Linked DNA regions of Mus musculus: region 2 is linked to region 1. Evidence: chromatin contacts called from public promoter capture Hi-C data. All regions are on one chromosome and are shown on one strand. Each heading gives the region's core, a stretch centred on a gene start, on an enhancer-like site or on the middle of the called end of the contact. The rest is flanking DNA. Distances are from core to core; before and after follow the strand shown.

Region 1 (3,011 bases), core at 346-2,845:
AAAGGCAATGCCTATTAAGCTTGAAGCCTGTGCAAATTACAAGCTACACACACACACACACACCATGGAACTACCATCAGTTTTAAAGAAAAACACATCAGAGAATAAGACAATTGGACATAAGTTTTCAGAGTGCTATTGATATGTAACTTTCCAGGGCACACCTCTGCTATAAACAAGTAGACAGGTTACTTTACTTGGAATTTACGTTGGGGGTGGGGGGTGGGGGCAGACGTTTCCTTTTCAAGCACCCACATGGTGGTAATTCACAATAATTTGTAACCCCAGTTCCAAGGAATCCCAACACATCTCTTCTGACCTCCATGGGCACCAGATACCCACAAGGTGCACAGACATACATGCGGGCAAACATACATACACATAAAAAATGAATATATGTTCTAAAAAGAATTTACAATTTAATTGCTAAGATAATGCTCCTTGAAATCACTATCTAATCTATGCAACAAATATGTTTATTCTGTGTTTTAAATGACACCAGCCAGTCTAATGGTTGTTATTGTTGGTTTTGTTGTTTATATTTTGTTTGTTTGTGGTTTTGACAGGGTCTCATGGTGTAGTCCTGGAACTTGCTGTGTAGACCAGGCTGGCCAGGAACTCACAGAGATCCTCCTGCCTCCTCTGCCTCCCAAGTGCCAGGGGTAATATAGTAAGTGCCACAATAATCCAGCCAGTCCCCCGCCCCGCTTTTTGTTAGAACTCGATTATTTCTTTCCTGGACAAAATGTAGTTGGTAGATACTGAAACAACTCAAGCTATAAGGGTTTTGCCTAATACTTTGCTATCGTTTTTTAAAAGGATATGACTCTAGAGTTCCACCGGGGACTGAAACATAAGTTATTTGGCCCAAAAAGCTCCCCAGGCGCCATAAGCCCAGGCATCACAGACTGCGCTAGTTTTCTAACATCATTTTAGACAACCATCCCTTCTGGCAGGCATCCCTTGTAGAAAACTAAAGTACAGCGTTTTCTGCAGAGCTGGTGCACACGGGGACCCGGATCAGTCCAAGAGGCTGACTTCAAGTTCTGTTTAAGTCCGGCAGCGGGCATCCCTCTCGGGTCGCGCCTTACCTCGGGGGAAGCCGAGAGCCGCCCGGCGGTCGCAACACTAAACACCAGGCTGGCAGGACCAGTGCTCTCCAAAAAGTCTCCTAGGACCTGCCGGTGGTCATCGCTCTCCAGATACTGGCCCCACGTCTCCTCCGGGAACCTCAACGCCTGGCGCAGACGGCCTCCCAGGAAGCGCACCCGCGGGTCTAGGGCAAAGCGTTGCACTCTCCTTGCAGCCGCCGCCTCCTCGTCCTCCTCGTCCTCCTGCTCTGAGGGGCTGAGCCTCAGCACAGTCCCTTCCTCCTGTGCTGCCATCTCGTACCTAGAGAGGATTCTTGGAGTCGTGCGCCAAGGAGGCTATCACCGAGCCAGCGCCAGCCGCTCTGCCTGCAGAGCTAGGTGCACTGGAAGCGAGGTGGCTCGGACTGCAGCGCGTCCCGTTGCCAGGGAGATGGCTGCCCCGCCCCGTCCCGGGAGTGAGGGAGGAGCGAGAGTCTTGGGTCGCCCGGTAGCTCTCAGGCAGAGACCGGGAAATCAACTGGATTTCTCTGCTTTCCTCCCCTGGGCATCTTGGGGATCCCAGAAATGTTCCAGGACTAGTTAGCGGCTCTGGATTCAGCAGTACTGTCTTGAGCAGATAGTCCTGCTAAATTTGCCGCCATGGTAAATTTATCTAATCCCTAGAAAGCTGGGGCTAAATGCTCAATGTTTAACTGTGGATGAAGTATGGTCCAAAGTAGTTAGGTAGCAAGAAATGCTGCCACACACATCGTACACAGAGAATTGCTTATTCAATAAGTTTAGAGAAAGAATAAGTTACGTTACATTGTAAGTCAATAAACTACTTTCAATTTGGGGAAGGAACATTTTGAGCAAAAATACTAATATTAAAGTAAGATTTTTTCAAGGACTTAAATGTAACAAAATAGTAAAAGAATATGTAGCAAAGAATGTAGCTTCCTAGCTGCCATCAGAACAGTGACGTTGCACTGGACAGAGCCTGCCACATTCACCAAGGCCAGTGCAATTTTAACTTGTCATTGGGTTTTCTCCAGCAGAATAGTTTCTTTTTTCAGAAATAATTTACTCTATAAACCCAGTCTTTCATTGCAGTAGATATTAAGAAGTGCGTTTCCCTAGAAAATTTGTATCTCAGAGTAATAAATCCATCACTTAAGAAAGGCATGCTTTTTCTCAATATTTTTTCAAGTATGATTTAAAAGCACCAAGCAGGTACCATAATGAGTTCACTTGGCTTCTCACACACACAAAAAAAATCTTTATTAAACACCTACTGAGTGCCAATCACTGCTGATGCTGAACACACAGTATTGTAGGCACACTAAGCTTCTGTCCTCACATCACTTGTCTAAGTTAGCTCCACACTGACTGGACTGAGGCTATTCCACCTGGGTTTGCCTTCTATTTCTATCAGATGCTGTCAGAGCCATCTAGGATAGGCTAAAGGCATGCAGGTGACTTTTCTAGAGATGACCCACCATTTTTGCATGGTGGTGATGGGTAAACTGAATAGCAAGGCCTTCAGAAATTTCCTCTCAAGATTGCTTCTTGCAGCTGATATGCCTTTCCCAGTCACTATTACATAGTATAATAACTTCTGGACATTAGCCTACTGTATTGAGCAGATTTCCTGCAGATCGACATAAAGATAAACTTTCATGAATTAATGCTGCTTAGATGAGTTAATGATTTCATAGAATTCCTGATTTGATTCAAATAATTTTAGGAAGAAAGTTTTTTACATGGTTTTAGTTGTTTTGCCTAAAAGATGTAATAAAATTAGAATCAGGAATAGAATTTACCCCCTCCTCATAAAGTAAAGGCTACATAATAAAGAATACAATGAGCTTTCATAATTACACTAAAAAGAATTATAGACCTGGGACAAATTTGTGTTCAAAGAAAAACACTCAGGTCCAA
Region 2 (3,011 bases), core at 241-2,740, 90 kb after region 1:
CTCTTTGACTGGCTACATTACAAAGAATCTATATAATTTCAGAGGGACAGACTATGTTTTCCATTTCTCCTAAAACCCGCACCATCTGGAAATTACCAAAACAGATAAGTCATATATGTGAGTATGTATACAATATGTGTGTGCACATATGTATATATGTACATATATATACATATATATATTCCCTTTATTAAGTACTATTCTCTATTATGATCATGTATTCTCATTCCTTCTGTTCTAAGGACCCCATTCTCCTAAGAAATCAAAGTTCTCTCCACCTGTGTACTTTCTCTTAGTTCAGTATCAAAATAACAGACACTAAAAACAATGGTTACTGGAGGTAGAAGGTATATTACACATACTTGTATGTATGTATATATAAGACAGAACTACAGCCTACATCAAATTCATAATTCTATCCTAAATATATTATTATTCCCTGATCTACGTATACATGTTACACATAAAAATTACTACTTGAAGCCAGGTGTGCTGGTGCATGCCTTTGATGCCAGCAACTCAAGAGGCAGAGGCAGGAGGATCCCTGATTTCAAGCCAGCTTAACTAATCCACATAAGTTCTCGGGTTATATATGTAGTAAAACCCAGTTGAAGCCAACACATGTGCATGCGTGTGTACACATACACACACACACACACACACACACACACACACACACACCACACTTAATTGAAATTCCAAACTATATGTCAATGTACAACTAAAAATGCTTTTCTTCATCCTCCTGACCTTGTACTTCTCTTCATTCCCACCCAAAAATAATGTAACTGGGACTAATTCTTCTTTCTTATGGGTTTCCAGAGTCTTCATTCATTGCTTTTAAAAGCAAGTACTACATGGTATTATAATTACACATATGTGTATATATAAAATTATATATAATTAACTTGTAATCTAAATGTAAAAAATAAAAAATATATTCTAATTGGTCTAAGATGGAAGTGACCATAAGAAGATATTCTGCTAACTAAAGTATCAAATGACTTTGATTATTAAGGCATTTTAATTTGAAAAGATTTTAAGTAAGTGTGAAAACTTAGTTCTTACAAGGTCTCCTACAACAGAGTAAATATCCTTGAGGGGGTGGGGCAGGGAGAGAAAGCAGTCCCCTCACCCTCAGCTTCAGTTTCTCAGTGCCCATTACAATGCAGACACACAAAAGGAGAAAGAAAGAACACCTTAGGTTTTGATCTAATTCTTGCCATTTCTTTCATATCAATAATATTTTTCAAATAACCATATACTTCCTCATCACAGCCACTTCATGACTAAGTTAATAGCAGGTCTATTCTTCTATAGAGTATACAAAAGAGATTACCTTGCTTGTGTGTTAGCTATAAACCTCCCTGTGAGGGCTTTATGCTTTTTCAATTTTCGGTCCCAGTAAGCTTTTCCAAGTTCAGGGCTTGACTCAAGATACCCTCTTCACCTCTCCACTCCCATAGACTCAAAGTCCACTTTGCAGTCCAATCATTAAGGCCTGTTTAAAGTCCTATCTCTAGCAGAGTGCTTTACCTACATACATCACTTCCCCAAAGTCACCAGTCCCTGAACTCTAATGCTACTTTCTACACTTCAAAACTCACTACTTAAAAGTACAAACTTTTTCAGGCAGTTGCAGATTCATACAAGCATATCATGTACTTAGCTATATGTCCCTAACACAAGCATCCTTTCAAGAACGGTGAATATTTCCAGGGTAAAGTTAAGAAAAGAGCAGGCATTTACTTCTTACTACAAGAAAGTAATGCTTCTGGTATGCTTGTAGACATACCTATCCCAGTATCCTTAGTTGTACTTTACCAAAGCTTTCTGATCTCTGTTTTACAAATTTCACTTAAGATGTAAGTGAAATTGCTTATAAAAATAAAAATACTGACAACCAAAGTAGTGTTTCACCACTTGACTATTTTACATTCTTCTAGTGAATGGTACTCCATAGAAATTTTACCACGATACTTCCTTGCACAAATAGTTTTAATTATAATATAAAAGTCCTCCCTAAACATGTTATCTGGTCTCATCTGTGTAACACTTTGAAGTAAAGAAGGGACATGTTTGCCTAGTAACAGCTAATGGGACCATGAATGGAGGGTAGCATTTGAGCAAAATCTAAGTTCCTAGTCTTGTTACCTATATCTGCAGTTACCAAAAGTAAACACACTTCTGGAGCCCATATCCCTCTATCAAGCTTATTACATCCCTGGGGGAAAAGAACCTTCACATATTTGAATTACCATTCTTTTTCCTTACTCAAAATGTCCTTTGGTCTGAATATTTAAAAATACTACCCTACTAGCTATTTTGAGCTCATAAAACAACAAACAAAACAAAGACCCCCACACATTCTGGGTCTGTATACTCCAAACTTAAAGCCGGGAGTGCCTTCAAGGTGTTAAGGCTCAATTAGTATCCTCCATTTCTACCTGTTCTAATTCACTTAAGAAAGAACAATCACACTGTTCACAGAGAAGTGGTAACATCTAACAACATAGTTAAAGACTTAAAAGAATCTTAACTACAAATTCAGTGTTGGACCCTAAAAATGCATATAAAGATATTAATGTTTTCCCATTCATCAAACTAAAGAGCGAGTAACAGGAAACTAATACTAGGAATTCGGAATGAAACAGAGAGCAGAGACATACCTGTGAACTAAACTAATACACTCACTGCATAATAGAGTTAACCATAGATTACTTCTATAATAATAAGTGTAATGTCACCCTAACCATCCTCCATTCCTGGTAATATGGCCATGTAAGTTTAAGAGTTACTGTGTGCTCTGGCCATAGGCTAAACAGACATACCCAATATAGGACCAGAAATTCAAATATCCATGCTCTTAGGTTTTAGAATTAGATCCAAACTTTCTATACGGCATGAGCAGTTTAGTCTACAATCTCTAACAGATGGGTAATCCAGCCTTTAATGATAAAAGATAACCCCTAAGAAACAAATCATCCCATTAGTGTACAGCTCGTCTCATT

What was found. Promoter capture Hi-C pulls out the DNA fragments that hold promoters and counts their contacts.
Region 2: a contact with region 1 is called in a promoter capture Hi-C map of liver. The contact joins the enhancer-like site here to the promoter of Dnah11 in region 1. A contact is called at or near these places in 5 of 39 promoter capture datasets (the C10 cell line, the HPC-7 cell line, HPC-7-derived erythroid cells and 1 more), 2 of 15 datasets of contacts at CTCF or cohesin (CD8 T cells and pro-B cells), 10 of 484 Hi-C or Micro-C datasets (group 2 innate lymphoid cells, liver, nephron progenitors and 2 more), 2 of 115 datasets of contacts at active chromatin or transcription factors (large pre-B cells and liver) and 1 of 9 other capture datasets (embryonic stem cells).

What each region holds. Positions count from the first base shown.
Region 1 is chr12:118,197,448-118,200,458 of GRCm38.p6, forward strand. It overlaps Dnah11 (dynein, axonemal, heavy chain 11), which reads right to left and starts at 1,596. Exons shown (of 82, transcript NM_010060.3): 1 at 1,092-1,596. The coding sequence starts at 1,385.
Region 2 is chr12:118,287,666-118,290,676 of GRCm38.p6, forward strand. The region is part of intron 3 of Sp4 (trans-acting transcription factor 4); the gene reads right to left. Among named protein-coding and RNA genes, the nearest start is that of Sp4, 12 kb to the right of the region's middle. Within about 2 kb of position 1,491, at least 6 of the 459 cell types and tissues checked have an H3K27ac peak or open chromatin away from gene starts, as enhancers often do. A contact at or near this core is called in liver, where this site is marked.